5 separate regions of the Mus musculus genome follow, and all the other regions are linked to region 1. The links are chromatin contacts, called in public Hi-C, HiCAR-type and HiChIP or PLAC-seq maps. All regions are on one chromosome and are shown on one strand. The core of a region is the stretch at or near the end of the contact, and the rest is flanking DNA. Distances in the headings are between cores, read along the strand shown.

Region 1 (2,789 bases), core at 121-2,620:
GTTGGTCCTGAGCCTGCCAGCCTGATTGTCTTCCCTTTGCCCATAGCCCAAGCCATACAGAATTGCACAGAGGGGGCTCTGAGGGCCCATCTTCTCAGTCTGGTTCACACCTATGGTTTTGGTTCCTACCGCACACACCCTGACAGTTCTACTCAGAATAACTTTCAGTAAACACACAAAAGGATTCCATTACAGGGCTTAAGGAAACACCATTATACATACTCCTGTGCTGAAGGTTCAAAACACCTGTGAATAACTCCTAGGCCCCAATCCAGATTAAAACCTATTCAGTCGCTTGGTAGTCCTCTTGCAAGGACCCGTTCCTGCATGACCTACGTACCCAGTAAGACGACCAATTTCATGATGGGCCTGACACTCATGGGTCCTCAGGATTCAGAAGGGAAGGGTGCAGCCACAAAGACTGAGAGTTGCAGAAGCCCAGTGATGACAGCATGTAGGTGGGCTAGCCAGGAAGAGGCACCTTCACTGGAAACAAAGGGGGAAATCAAGAAAGCTTCTTAGTGGGGGCTGACAGAGGAAAAGAATATTCTAGAACCTGAAAACTACAAATGCTAGAACAACCCCGATGTGTAAACTAGGCAAAGAGGAGGAGCCGTGGGGTCTTCTGTCCCTCGGATGACATCAGAATGATTGAGAAACTGGAAATGAGCTGATCACATATAGCACTGGAGCAGCTAGTCCTTGACCCTGGGTTGGTACGGCCCGAGGGCATCTACTGGAATACCACCTTGTCTCGGACCCTGCCACTGGGCTGCCAGGCAACAACAGCCTGGTGATCACTCTGACCTACTTCAACCACCCATGACTTTTAAGCTCTTTGAATATAGGGCAAAAAGAACTAGGAGGCGACTGGGACAAATCCAATCACTGACCGAAGCGCTGGCCCTGCCTACTAATGGCTAACTGATGGCATTTCCAAACACCCCAGGGAACGTGCCAGGGCCTCGAGTTTTCTTCCCGTTCTTAGAAATTCCTCCCCACGCCCATGGCATTACGGTTTCCAAATCCCAGGCCCGCCGCGGGGCTCGGTGGCCGGACCCCTGGCCGCGCCCGGAGCGGCCAGGAGCTGGTTAAGGGCGCCAAGATGGCCGGCTTGTTTTGCTCGCCGAGGCATCACGCGGAGGCTGCCCTTTGCCTCCGGGGCCGCGGTCAAGGTTCCGCCGCCCTCTCTGGCAGGCTGCCCCGGCCGGCCCGAGCGAGCCTCCTCCCCTGCGCCCTGGAGCCTCGCGAACCTTCGAGACCGGGGCGCGGCAGAGCGACAGCGCGGCCAGCCCGGAGCTTCGGGGCCGCTGCTGGCCCTTCGGCATCTCGGAGCGTCTGTCGCCCGGGCGAGCAGACTGCGGCCGCCCCGCCGGTCTTCCCCAGCCGGCCTTTCACGCCGCTCAAGCAGCCGAGGTCGTTCGATGGGCGTGGCAACACTGCCCTCCACTGGCCAGTGTGCCGAATGGCACACGCGGGGCCATCCTAACTGCCCTGGACCACCGGGCACTGAGACCCTTTCTACAGGGTTCTCAAAAGCGTACACCACACTTCCCTAGGCGTCTTCCCATCTGTTGGTCGGACTCCAACTCAGAGTTTGTATTTTATGGCATTCCAGGGTGAATGTTGCTGCTGTTGGCCGCTGGTCCTGAATCTACCAGCTCAGCCCACTTACTTAGGCCAGGGTTCTATCATCCACTCCAGTATACAGTATGCAGACAGAGCACAGAGGACCCTGATGGAGCTCTCAACCATATGGCACTTAGCGGGATAATTTCACAAATCTAAGATGACACTTGAGAAAGTTTTAAATCTTAAGTGTACGGCTGTTTGCCTATATGTATTTCTATGTACCGTGTGCCTGCAGTGCACTTTGAGGCCAGAAGAGGACTTTTTAAATCCCCTGAACTGGAATTACAGATGGCTGTAAGCTTGTAAGGTTGTAAGCACGTGAGTGCTGGGAATTGAACCTGGGTTTTCTGGAAGAGTAGCCAATGACCTTTACTGCTTATCCGTCTCTCCAGCCCCTTGAAAAAGTTTTAATTCACTTATAAAATATATATGCATATATGTATATGTGTGTATATATTTTATATAGTTATTTAAATCAGGGCAGTTTTCAAGACTGGATTCCCTCCTTCTAACATGTGGATTCTGTAGATTCTAACCAAACTCAGATCATCAGGCCTGTGAATCACCTTCACCAAACTGAACCATCTCACCAGGCCCAGTTTGGAAAAGTTTCCATGTTCTTATAGAGGAAAATATTAAGGCACTGAAAGAAGACATAAATAGGGAACTACAAACAGTCCCCAGTTTATCATAATTTCACCTGTAAGGTGAAACATAAATAATATACATTCAGTAGAAACCACAGTTGAATTTTTAATTCTGGGTTTTCCCCCGGACTAGCAATAAACACAGTATTCTTCTGCGGGAAGTTCCTACAGTCGTGAGTGGGAAGCAGACAGTGGTCTATAGTGTACTGCATGGCACAGTGGTGACGTCTGGTACGTTACGGAAGCAGGTGTACTCTCCACGCTACCTGGCCTTTTCAGTTCATTGAAGGGATTGTTGGGACAGGGCTTCACTGCGAATCAAGGAGCATGTGTGATTTATACTGGGCTGTGTGGAAGCTGTCACAAAAGGCCTTTCTGTGGAAATTCTAAAGAGGGGTCTAGAAGAAGGGAGCAGGAAGGTCCTGGAGAGAACCCAAGAAAGCGCTGGGTGTGGTGAGCAGAGGGGACCAGAGCATTGCCACCCATCCAAAGGCTGAAGGACAAAGCTAT
Region 2 (2,789 bases), core at 124-2,623, 690 kb before region 1:
TGTAGCTTGGTGGTAGAGCCCTAGGTTCAATCCCAGTTTAAAAAAACAAAACAAAACAAAACAAAACAAAATCAAACTCTTGTCAAATATCCAGTACAGTAAATATGAATACATAAACATTTTATCCTCTTTTAAGGACAATTTTGCCTTTAAGGTTAAAGAATTTTTCCCAAAATGTAAATAGTAAACAATTTAAACTAATGCTATTTATCTGCAGATCAGCAAGAATTATCAGGTTTCTCCAACACTCATTCTTTTGTAAATAAACAAGTAAATACTCTCTCATCCCCAGAATCATTTAATCAAGAGAAGACATGTAATACAGCCAAAAATCAGTAAGCTACACTAGATATAGGAATCTTTAAAAATGAAGGATTTGATTTTTGGCCCTCGTTTGAGTGATCTCACATGTTAAATAAACAGGATGTCAGTACTCAGGAGCCTTAACGTTTCTGGTCAGGTGTTTCTGGGGTTGTGTCTTTGCTGAGTTGTGAGGTGAAGTATTGTGGTCATCCACGACTTAAAAACCCTGCAGATAGAGGGTCATGGCGTCATGTTGTTGCTCAATGCTGGCACTGGCTCTGAAGTCTCGAAACGCCGAGAGATCTTGGAAGCTACACACCATCACTCTGACCAGACCCTGGTGATCCTGTAGATCAGCTTTGACTTGTGTGGAAGAGGACTGCATATGAGCTGGAGACTACCTTCAATGACTTACAAAAGTGCCTTTAAAATATTACCCAAGTGGCTTCCAGGGTTGTCGTTTCTTTCAATTAACAAAGCCTTTTCTTATTTTCCTTTCAGCTCAGTACTAAATCCCAGTGTTTGCTGAGGAAATATTGATTAATTTGAGTGGGGCAGGCTCAAAACCACGAACACTGAATGGCCCTAGATCTGGGTGGGAACTGTTTAAACTTATTTTACAGCACAAGAGATAAGATGACTCTTTAAAAGACAGCAGAGGAAGAAAGAGGAGGGCTTTCAAGAGAAGATGTAAGCCATCATTGGTGACCTTTGACTCTTCCAACATAATCAGCAGACCTGCCTTTCTGAGTTCTAGAGTGTGTTTATGGAAACTTCAGTAAACATGCTTTCAATGCCATTCGCTGACGTTTAAACATACGCTTGCAGCTTTAATGAAGTTTAAAGTTGTGTATAACTTCCTGAAAAGTTTTACAAATTAGTTTGGATATAGGAGATGGGACTTGAAATCAAAATCATGCTATAAAAGTTGGGCAGCCTTAAATTTTTCATCCAACACATAAAACATGTCAAACACGTTTAAAACCACTTGAGAAGGAAGTCTGAATATACTGTCCGTGTAATCTCGAGGGCCTTTCAGAGTCTCTCAGATGTGCTCTGCGTTCTTTTCTCATTGAGTAGAGTCACTGGTGGTTGCTGTATTCATTGTTCTAAAATCAGTAAATGATGCAAAGAAAACCCACTATCTTTTCAACTTAAAAATAGTATTTCCTTTTAGATTTTTGTCAACCAAATCACTTTCAGTTTTCTTTTTCTTTCTTCCCCCACCCCGCTTTGAGACAGAGTCTTGTCTCTCGTGTAGCTCAGCAGACCTCAGACTTGTAACCCTCCTAACCTACACCTCAGGGGCTGGGATTCTACTCACCGTCCCTGGCTCTCATAGGGAAACGTGTGTATGAAAACCAGTGGGACTAAACAAGAGGTGTATGTGTCTTTTAAGACATTGCTGTGTAGCCCACACTAATCTTAAACTTGTAATCCTCCTGCCTCGGCCTCCTGAATACTGAGATTTAGAGGCATGAACTATTATGTTTGGGTTTCAGCAAAAACTTTATGCCTATGTTGTTATGTGGCCTTCAGTTTTACTCACAGTATGCTGAAGGGAGGGTGTTTGCCTCTCAGTGAGATCATTGGAGCAGGTCAGGATTTTTTTTTTTAAACTTAAGTGTGATAAAAAGTACATGACTTGTATTGATCTGTTTTCTTTTATAATAACAGAATATCAGAGGCTTGGTACTAAGTTTAAAAAAAAAACGAAGTTTACTTAGCTAACAGTTTTGAGATTGGCAGCTGAGATCAGATGGCCTGCTGATTTGACTCTGGTGAGCATGTCTCTGGCTGTGTCAAGGTGTGACTAGTTGCCTTAATGGCGGGAATTGTGTAAAAGAGAGAGCTCGTGTGACGACAGGAATTTGGAAAGCATGGAAGGGCCAAGAATGCTGCTTTATAACACTTTCCCAAGAGAACTCATCAAGGTTTCATGATTTTGTTTTGTTTTGTTTTTAATTTGGAGTGCTGGGATGGAACATTACAATTCAGGCCTCAGGCTGCAGTCCACTGACCTCTGAAGAATGTGTGTCTCATAACCATCCCCGTGGTCAATTATAAAACATCTCCATCTTGTCAGAGAATGTCCTTGTGCCTCTGTGATGCAGTCCCCACCCTGTCCCCAGACAACAATAGGATCCTTCTTGATCACAGGAGGATAGTTTTGTAAGTTTTAGAATCCCAAGTGAATGGACTCAATGGTATATATCCTTTTGTGTCTGGCTTCTGCTCTGTTCGGGGATAATTTGTGGCATGTCTGAGTTGTTTGTTCATCTTTTTAAAAAGATCCCTGCATAGTACACTCTGTACAAACAGGCTGTCATTTATTGCCTTATGTACTAACAGACATTCTGCTCATCTTTATTTTGGAATTACAGATAAAGGGTTCTTAATTTGTGAGTGTCTTTCATAAATGCAAGCTTTAATTGCTTCAGTGAATACTTGGAAGTATGTTGCTGGGTCTATGGTGAATTATAGTC
Region 3 (2,789 bases), core at 110-2,609, 640 kb before region 1:
AGAAAATTAACCACATCCGTGTAAGCAATTTAACCTTTTGAAAAGTGGGATTATAATCAACTCCTGGTGGCATTTGAAAGGTTTTACTGAAAAGACCTTTACGCACATGAAACAGCGTGGGGTTTCATTTACACTTCTTGGACAGCCAGCTCTGCTGGCCCTGTTGTGATCTGACTCAGTGTTCCTGCAGGTTCTGAGTATCTCATAACAATGCATTAACTCCCTGGGTTCCATGATTAGTAGGCCGTGGGCTGGGGACCTGTACCATGATAGTTATATTATCTGGCACAAGTAGACGTTTGAAAGGTGGAAGTCCTTTTCTCAATTTAGAAGAAGTGTAATTTTTAGTGGAAGTGCATCTTATAATAAGTATACATGAAAAGTGGTGCCTTCATTTTGGAAATGTCTCAATGGAGCCAGAAATCCTGCCTGATGTAGGTTCAGCCTTGTTTTTCCCGTTCTTCCCGATGCTCCGTGAGGCAACTGAGGAAACAGGGTCATCACAGTAAGTCAAGCCTCTGCATTCCTGACGGCAGAGCACGAGTGTTAGGAACCCCCTTTTTTTCAACAGCAGATTGCTGCGATGCGGTACCTTCTGATTTCTAATGAGACACGAAGGCCTCTGTGTACAAGACAGTTTCGCACTTAGATGCTGACGGCTTTGTTCTCTGAGGCCATAGAGGTTATTTTTCCTAAGTTGGAAGAGTAGACTAGCTTCTTGGTGTACACTGAGTTTGCAAGTTTTTTTTTCTTTTTCTTTTCTCTTTTCTTTTTTGTTCTTGCTGATGTTCTTTTTTAATGATGAATAGCCCTTGAAATTCTGTAATACTAAAGGGGAAAGTCAGGTTGTCTTATTCTCATTTCAAAGATGAGATGGATGTACAGTTGAAAGAGATTATGCAACTTTCTCAAGCTCTCATGGAAAACAGGTGACAAAGCTAAATTTTCCCACACAATGTCATATTGGGATGAGAAATGCATCCTCCTTAGCGTATTACATCAATGAATCGTGTGCTTTGAGAAGCACTCGGGCCAGCGGGAACATCGCTGAACCTCATCCCAGGCACACGAGAAAAACGGTCTAAATCTAGGCCTGTGTTGTTCATTCATGTACATAGCATTCAGAACAAAGTCAGTTCTACATCAGGCCCTTGGAATCGCAGGCCGTCAGGGAGTGAGAAATTGATTGTCTTCTGTTACTTCTCCTTTTTAATCCCCTCATTTTCTCTGGTTGGTGTTCTTAGATGCCAGAGGCCAGTCGCTGCTGCCAGATGACTGGGCTCTGCTGGCTCATCAAGGGGCCGTGGCAGCACTTGTTTCCATGAGAGCTGGAAGACCAGATGCAATGGAAAAAGCACAGGCCGTTGTTTCTAAGTAGCTGGCAGTGTGATTCACAGTGGCCTGTATAATGTGAATGGAATCTGATAGCTCTTGGAACCGGGCTTCATGAGTAAAGTTACCGTGTTGGCAAGCTGAGCAGAGGCGGAGTGCTTGGTTAACATGTTCATATCCGGGCTTTTAGGAATAATCTGTGCAGTTTAACTTCAGCTCTTTCGGGTTTCCAAGTAGACTAGATATTCCTGAAAGGGGTATTGCCCAATTTCTAGGTGTATTTAAGGGATGTGATTTTTGAAGGCAAATTCCTTTTTGTGTGACAAGTAAATTAACATTAAACATCATGTATTCTGCCATGAAATTCAGTGGTAGGTTGTTCTTAGGACTCCATTTCTAGACATGCGTGGTGGCTTATGCCTTTGGTCCTAAGGCTGAGATGGCTGAGGCAGGAGGGCCTAGGAGTTCATGATAACATAACCAAGCCTTGTCTCAGCAAGGCAAAGCAAAAGGACAGTGAATCCTTCTACTTCTAAAGAAGCCCGTTCTCAGAGTCATTTAAAAGGTGTAAGAAATATAGTAGGCCCCAGGGGTCTCATGAGGGCAAATGAAAATAGAGTTTTCAAAGTAGTTGTAAACTAACAATGGAGTCACAGCAGCATAATAACTCATAATAATTCAGATGTTTTCCCAGGGATTTTCTGACTTTGACATAATAATTATGAATAAATGGTGGCTGCATTATATACACCTGTGTTTTGTAGTCATGTAGTTTCTTTATGCTAATGTTGTTGTTCCCTATAGTAACAACAAAAATATGTTCATTAGACTATAAATATTCATATTCATCCTTAGTCCTTTCCTTGTCTATCAAGCTCTATCCAGCCTTAATTCCTAATGCATTTACTGCCTTTTTTTGTTGTTGTTGTCATTTATTGTCTTTTTCTGGGTAATCACTTTGCTCTTTTGTGTGGCGGGGGGAGGGGAACTCTGGATAATTGCAAATGTCTTGCTATCCTTATGGACTAATCTGTGTTCTGTCCGCCTACATCATCACAGGCTTTATTGTGAGTCGCAGTCAGAAGAGTTCTAGGCAAATGAGAAGGGTTTTATGTTGCGACACCTCCATCAGTCTCGATTGCTGAGCTGAAGAAGAGGCTGTGCAGTGACTCTTGTGACAGCGGAGGTGCTCTGAACTCCCTGGATGGATGCCTCACCTCCAGCATCTGCTCCATCCCCAGAAGCGAGCAGCTTGTTTTCCAATCAAGGCGTACTCTGCAATTCGACCCTTTTTTTTGGAAATTAGGTATACTTTCCAGCATATATGCTTAGAGGCCCTTGGGTATTTGAACCATTTCCTAGTCTACTTTCCCAGACATAAGAGATACCATGTGTGAAGTATGTGGAATGAAAATGTCAAGGTGTTTGGGTGGGTTCTTTCTACAGAAAATATATTT
Region 4 (2,789 bases), core at 112-2,611, 590 kb before region 1:
ACAGGGCTCTGACAGGTTCTCAGCCTGACAGCCCCGGATGCGTACATGAGGTTTTCTTTCTCTGGAAGAGGTTTTGAGTTATTGATCTGTCACTTTCTCTTATTTTGTAAGAGCAAGGACAGGATGGGAAGGAAATTAGGTATTTCTGCAGTTAAATCTTCCTTGATGTGAGAAGAAGGTTCAGGACTATACAAGTTTTCACTAGAAACTTTATTTTATTTTATTTTTTGAAGAAAATACTAAATACTTTGGTATAGACATGAATTACTGTCCATCTTATGTACTATGTTTTACATTAGTAATTTAGGCTGATAGAAATCTTAAAAGCTCAACACTTTGTCATAGCCCCTCACATGTGTGCATTCACTAGCCAGCATTTCTACTGTTCCTCTCCCCTCTTGCTTTTCTCTTTTCCTTCCTTCCTTCCTTCCTTCCTTACTTACTTCCTTCCTTCCTTCCTTCCTTCCTTCCTTCTTCCTTCCTTCCTTCCTTCCTTCCCTCTTTCCCTCCCTCCCTCTCTCCTTTCCTTCCTTTTTTTCCTTCCTTTTTCCTTCCTTCCTTCCTTCCTTCCTTCCTTCCTTCCTTCCTTCCTTCCTTCCTTCCTTCTTTCCTTCCTTCCTTCCTTCCTTTCCCCCTGCTTACATGCTAGGCAGTCACTCAACTGTCAGCTTGCTTTCACTGAGTTCTGTTAGGTCTTCGGTTGAACAGCACCTTCTTAAATTTCACTTTGTCCCTTCCCTCTCCTCTGCAAGCAGAGTTCTCACTTAGCAAAGGTTGGGAAATGCATTGTCAGTTGCCGAGAGGAGAACGGCCCATGGTTCCTAGTTTTTCTGTCCTTAACATTCTTAATCAACTACAAATGTGTTTGTCCAGTTCCTCTTGGCTCAAATGATGATCACTTTGAGAAATATAAATATATTCAGGAAAGGAGAGCTGGGGTTTGTCTCTTTATTAGTCAGTGCCCAGTTCACAATTGCTGTTTTTTAACTTTGGAGAATAAGAAGCTTAACCAGATGAAAAGACAACGTAACTGTTTGCAAACAGCTAAGACCAGGACTTAGAGGCTTGCGAAAGCATCCCTACCAAATCCAGAAGCTTGTGGGAGCTCATTCATCCGCTATATAAGGAATTACATAGGCAGAAATCATAATAATCAAATCTCCATACAAGCCACTACACTGGCCTACCACCCCAATTTTGTTTAAAGCAAGACTCTTAAAGAGACAACATAAGGGATGGAAGTGAAGAGCAGGCTTCTCGCTCATTGCATCATTTCCTTTTAGCCACGGATGGCGCTTTGTGCTTGGCTGCGTTCACTTCCAACTCGTCAAGCCTATGTTATGAAAGAGAAATAAGACACTTAATCCTAGGAATGATTAACCTGCATTGGCTGCCCTCCCTAGTAGCTTGCCCTTCCTTTATTGTAGCCTGTTTACTCACTCCTGAGCCAGATCTCCAACCACTCTTATGATTGAGCCCAGGGACACCTGGGTCACAAGAAGTTAGCCCTTTGTTTTAGCCTAAGGGGCGCTCCAGGCACCTTTCTGTTCTGTCTTATTTTACTATTTATTCTTTTATTTTGGAGGCAGGCTCTCATTACATAGCTCAAGCGGGTCTCAGTTCATTACTCTGTAGCCCTTGCTGGTCTTCAACTGTCTTCCCTTGGCCTCCTAAGTACTAGGATCACACCCAGCTTTGAACTTTTCAAAAGCATTTTTAAGTTCACTGGTTACAAAATCCCAGTCAACAAAAGATCATTATTTTAAATTTCGCATACAAGGAAGTCAAACTTAAGGAAATTTCCCATGCCAAAAACTCCACAGCAGAATTCAAATGGATGTACACTCTTACATATTTATCTAAGAGTCTAATTCAGAGAAGGATAGTGTTAGTTCTCATTTGCATGGTAAACTAGGGGTGACTGGAGCCATTTGTAATTAATACATTTTTTAAAATCTTTTGCCACTGAAGACTCTGTGATGACGAACTAGGATTACACTGTTGTACTCCACAAAAAGATGATTGTCATCTTGTTATTCGGCCTTGGGGATTCCCTGGCTCTAGAACCCAAGGTTTATTTTCCCTAATATCAGTCTTTGAGTGTAGTGACACCTAACTGGGACTTTACCTTTATGCTGAATATTTTGCCTAGAAAATCCTAATCAGTATTTCAGAGATGACAAGATCAGGGTGATTCTTAGATCTAAGTACCTTCCGTGGGATGAGAGTCACATGAGATAGGAGTAGTTTTGTTTTGTATTGATCCATAGGCATAAGTAGTGTTTGCTCTTCAGTAGAAGGGACTCGGATAGGACTCAGCTTTCTCATCATATGGAAGAGCAGTAGCAGAAAACGAGATGCTATTCACATTTGCTGGCTTCTCTCCTCAAGCAGTAGACTGCCCAGATTAAATATTTACTCAAGAAAGAGCATAGTGTTGGAAGAGCAGAGCCTTCAAATGGTGAAAATACACAAATCACTCCTACATAAGCCTTTTTATATTGACATCTGTGGCCACAGATTGGTTGGTAAGGGGGAACTTATAGTCGCTGAAACTTCTTCAGGCACTAGAAACATGTTCTGCAGGGCATCTTTGTAATTATGCCCCAGTCTCAAATTATCCCACCATGGCCTTTCTAGTTTCATGTTGACTGTATATTATTAGTGGTTGCCTACTAATTCCTGCTTTTCCTTTCTTCTTAGTGACCTTCATGTTCCCATTTATTGTTCTTTTGTATATTCTACTTCTATTCTGCATGTCTAGAGTATGAAGGAAGTGCCGGAGAATT
Region 5 (2,789 bases), core at 174-2,673, 550 kb before region 1:
TATTTTGTTTCTAATTGCATGCTAAGCAGAGAGCACCCGAATCTGCAAGGCACTGTAGACAGGCTATTTTTAGGGAACTCATGTTTTTCTTTAAAAGCTTGGTTAGCATTTGGAATTGATGCACAGTATAATATTTAAAAGGAAAACAACACATTTCCTCACCCCCCAGGAGGTTTCCTAAAATAGCATGTAATCTTGCCTACACGGGGAAAAGCCTCAAATTTTATAAATTGTGTTGGATCTAACCCAGATTACCTGACCAGGAGAGCCCCCAAGAAAAACAAGGTGTGGTAAAGGTTATAGTAATGGCAATTAAGAAATTTGTGTTGTGCTTGCTGGACCTCACTGAAGGCAGTGACCCAGCCTGTGGCTACTGGCGTCGTTTCCACAGCTGAGACATGCTGTCTTTTTGGAGAGAAATCCAAACCAAATCTTTGCCCACTTTGGAAGCCAAAATATTCTTCTAATTCCTTTCAGCCACAGCCAAAGCCGAGCTTTTGCTTGTAGGATCCACGTCTGTGGGACCCACTGTATTAACCTGTTTTCTGTGTACTGTTTCAACACAAACAGGTTTGATTTTAGTTGCTTCTCCATGGGATGTGAGAAGGCAGAAAGTATTTTTTGATGTTATCTGCTTGAAACCTCTCCAAGTTGCAGAGGAAAACACCCAAGGTTCAGAGAGGCAGAAAGAATTATGTCTGTAGCCCTATAGCTGGAAACGGCAGAACCCAATTTTAGGACACCTGACCCTCCATCCAGGCCTGCCACTGGCTCATATACTACAGCATCTTTCGTCAACTGCAGAGACTCTGTAGCTTCATACATTACATTCCAGATGTTGACCATGGGGCCTGTGTGATAACAAGCTGCACTCTAATAGAAGTATACTATGCTCAGCAACAGCTTAGTAGCCTATACACAGCAGCTAACTCTGCACAGAGTGAAAGCCACCGACTCTTCATTGACCTGAGTGGAATCTGTTGAGAACTTTGCTTAAGCTCCTCTTGAGGCGGAGAGGAAGTCCTTTAAAATCTCCTTAGCAACCCAAAAGAACAAAGAAACATTTTTGTGATTACTTGGCAGAAGTCCTTTGCCAAAAGCTCATGGTGTGGTCCAGAATGAGTAGATAGGACACTGCCAACAAAATTCCCCGGGGTTGAGTTACCAAAAGCTGAAGGTATAGAGAAGTGTCTCTGTGTAAAACATTTATTCCGTTTTCGTACTTCGTGCTTTACCAACAAAGCAGTTTCCCTTCATCCTCCTCCCTTTCACTTTCCAGTTCTCAGGCTCAGTTTACTGTCAGACACATTCCCACACTTAGATATTTGCATTGCCCTGCTTGGCTTCTTCAACTTTACAGTATGGGTAGACTAGAGCATTGCTCATGATCATTTTTCTAGCTCAACATGAGAATGAGTAGCCTCTTTCCGAACCCTTTCTGTGACGGCCCCACCCCCACCCCCGGCTGCTTTCTTCTCCTACTGCCTGGCCACTGATTTATGTGAAGATAGACTCTTTCTATAGTTCAAGTATCAATTCTTTCTGCATAGTGATCTTTCTAGTCACAAGGCCCTTTCCCACTCACTGAGACCAGTGTTTTGAGAAGGTATAATAATGAGAAGGAAAAAAAAAACTTATATTTATTCTACTTTTTTTTTCTATTTGTCTATTCGGTACTACAAATTGGATGTGGTAAAAAGTAAAGAAGAAAAGATGTAAATGTTAATAGATTGTGTTAGATACAATCAAAGACTTTTTAAGGCTAGATCTAGAGATACTGTAGAACGTAGAGTAGACATCAGGGTTATTTGAGAATTGGGTTGGAAAATAAAGTAATACAGAAAGTACCAGAGAATGTGTTAAGTAGATTTATGAAAAGCAACCACAAATCATCCTTAGGCCTGAGCCTGACAAAGACATCAAGAGAAGCCCAGATGCCAGAAGCTCCTGAAGGTCCACACCGATTTTACTGTCTGCCCCAGAGCTGTCCACAGAGATGAGGATGCTGGCTGACTTCAAAATTGTAGTGCTGCCAGCGATATCCCTTCTCTGCTGCAAATTCTTAGAGTAGACTACTTGTATTCTAATAGCGTGTAGTTATAGTTTGCCTTTTGTAGGCAAAGGTGTCTAAAAAGAGAAATCCTGTGGTCATACTGTCAGCATTATCCAGTCTGAGTGAGAGACACACTCAGTTGAAGATCAATAGACTGATTTCTAGCTTACCAGATCAGTTTCCTAAGAACTTGTTAGGAAGAAACACTGTGTATAAGGTGAGTTGCAAAACTATGGGATAATAACAAAACATCTATGCCTGCTGGATGTAGACTGGACCCTAGCTTTATAGCTTATACAGCCAATATGGTGTCCCTTATTAAAAAGGAGATACTGTAACCAGTGATTTGGTTGGAAACTTGGGCTCTAGAATCTAATTACAGTTTACAACAGTCAACCATTTGCAAGCTATCTCACTTGGGTCTTATTCCCACTCTGTGAAAAAGAGATGTCAGAACAGTCACTTCAAAGTATTGCTGTAAGATTAGTTAATGCATTGTAAATGCTTAGACAGAGTCTGACAGAACTGCTGTTGTCCTTGCCATTGTCATTGTCATCATCCACAGTAGAACAAAGGAAACGCCACCCTGTGTATCTTTTGGATGGGCAGCAAATTAGACTGGATTTCACTCAGTGCTGGGTCTTTCCTTTAGAACCACAACACAGAGAAGGGCCTGAGCTGCTATGATGTGAACATTCATTTATAAGATACTATAGTGTCTTAGTCAAGGTTTCCA

Evidence for each region. A called contact is a pair of places that touch in the nucleus more often than the background predicts. HiCAR-type assays count read pairs that join an accessible place to other places. HiChIP or PLAC-seq counts read pairs in DNA pulled down with a chosen protein or histone mark.
Region 2: a contact with region 1 is called in a Hi-C map of pre-B cells, with 2.6 times the contacts expected there. The contact joins the enhancer-like site here to the promoter of 2310015A10Rik in region 1. A contact is called at or near these places in 5 of 39 promoter capture datasets (the 3T3-L1 cell line, the C10 cell line, hippocampal neurons and 2 more), 3 of 15 datasets of contacts at CTCF or cohesin (embryonic stem cells, large pre-B cells and pro-B cells), 34 of 484 Hi-C or Micro-C datasets (3T3-L1-derived adipocytes, the AML12 cell line, B cells and 24 more), 8 of 115 datasets of contacts at active chromatin or transcription factors (CD8 T cells, craniofacial prominence, embryonic basal ganglia and 5 more) and 1 of 9 other capture datasets (embryonic stem cells).
Region 3: a contact with region 1 is called in a HiCAR-type map of fibro-adipogenic progenitors, with 9 times the contacts expected there. The contact joins the enhancer-like site here to the promoter of 2310015A10Rik in region 1. A contact is called at or near these places in 2 of 39 promoter capture datasets (the C10 cell line and the SN4741 cell line), 1 of 15 datasets of contacts at CTCF or cohesin (large pre-B cells), 7 of 484 Hi-C or Micro-C datasets (the G1E-ER4 cell line, the HL-1 cell line, bone marrow-derived macrophages and 4 more) and 10 of 115 datasets of contacts at active chromatin or transcription factors (the NIH/3T3 cell line, acute myeloid leukemia, astrocytes and 7 more).
Region 4: a contact with region 1 is called in a HiCAR-type map of kidney, with 8 times the contacts expected there. The contact joins the enhancer-like site here to the promoter of 2310015A10Rik in region 1. A contact is called at or near these places in 6 of 39 promoter capture datasets (the 3T3-L1 cell line, the SN4741 cell line, embryonic stem cells and 2 more), 1 of 15 datasets of contacts at CTCF or cohesin (the NIH/3T3 cell line), 12 of 484 Hi-C or Micro-C datasets (the 3T3-L1 cell line, 3T3-L1-derived adipocytes, the HL-1 cell line and 8 more), 16 of 115 datasets of contacts at active chromatin or transcription factors (Th17 cells, bone marrow-derived macrophages, cardiomyocytes and 13 more) and 2 of 9 other capture datasets (embryonic stem cells and liver).
Region 5: a contact with region 1 is called in an H3K27ac HiChIP or PLAC-seq map of heart atrium, with 5 read pairs. The contact joins the enhancer-like site here to the promoter of 2310015A10Rik in region 1. A contact is called at or near these places in 1 of 15 datasets of contacts at CTCF or cohesin (large pre-B cells), 4 of 484 Hi-C or Micro-C datasets (the HPC-7 cell line, the N1E-115 cell line, bone marrow-derived macrophages and 1 more) and 9 of 115 datasets of contacts at active chromatin or transcription factors (bone marrow-derived macrophages, craniofacial prominence, embryonic basal ganglia and 6 more).

What each region holds. Positions count from the first base shown.
Region 1 is chr12:80,131,474-80,134,262 of GRCm38.p6, forward strand. 2310015A10Rik (RIKEN cDNA 2310015A10 gene) reads right to left here and starts at 1,371. Exons shown (of 3, transcript NR_033514.1): 1 at 1,254-1,371; 2 at 341-486.
Region 2 is chr12:79,440,833-79,443,621 of GRCm38.p6, forward strand. All of the region lies in intron 7 of Rad51b (RAD51 paralog B), which reads left to right. Among named protein-coding and RNA genes, the nearest start is that of Rad51b, 140 kb to the left of the region's middle. Within about 2 kb of position 1,374, at least 57 of the 459 cell types and tissues checked have an H3K27ac peak or open chromatin away from gene starts, as enhancers often do. A contact at or near this core is called in B cells, CD8 T cells, Th1 cells and 8 more, where this site is marked.
Region 3 is chr12:79,487,687-79,490,475 of GRCm38.p6, forward strand. All of the region lies in intron 7 of Rad51b (RAD51 paralog B), which reads left to right. Among named protein-coding and RNA genes, the nearest start is that of Rad51b, 190 kb to the left of the region's middle. Within about 2 kb of position 1,360, at least 102 of the 459 cell types and tissues checked have an H3K27ac peak or open chromatin away from gene starts, as enhancers often do. A contact at or near this core is called in the HL-1 cell line, the NIH/3T3 cell line, the SN4741 cell line and 5 more, where this site is marked.
Region 4 is chr12:79,540,375-79,543,163 of GRCm38.p6, forward strand. The region is part of intron 7 of Rad51b (RAD51 paralog B); the gene reads left to right. Among named protein-coding and RNA genes, the nearest start is that of Rad51b, 240 kb to the left of the region's middle. Within about 2 kb of position 1,362, at least 47 of the 459 cell types and tissues checked have an H3K27ac peak or open chromatin away from gene starts, as enhancers often do. A contact at or near this core is called in hepatocytes, kidney, liver and 1 more, where this site is marked.
Region 5 is chr12:79,579,003-79,581,791 of GRCm38.p6, forward strand. All of the region lies in intron 7 of Rad51b (RAD51 paralog B), which reads left to right. Among named protein-coding and RNA genes, the nearest start is that of Gm36048, 220 kb to the right of the region's middle. Within about 2 kb of position 1,424, at least 34 of the 459 cell types and tissues checked have an H3K27ac peak or open chromatin away from gene starts, as enhancers often do. A contact at or near this core is called in heart atrium, where this site is marked.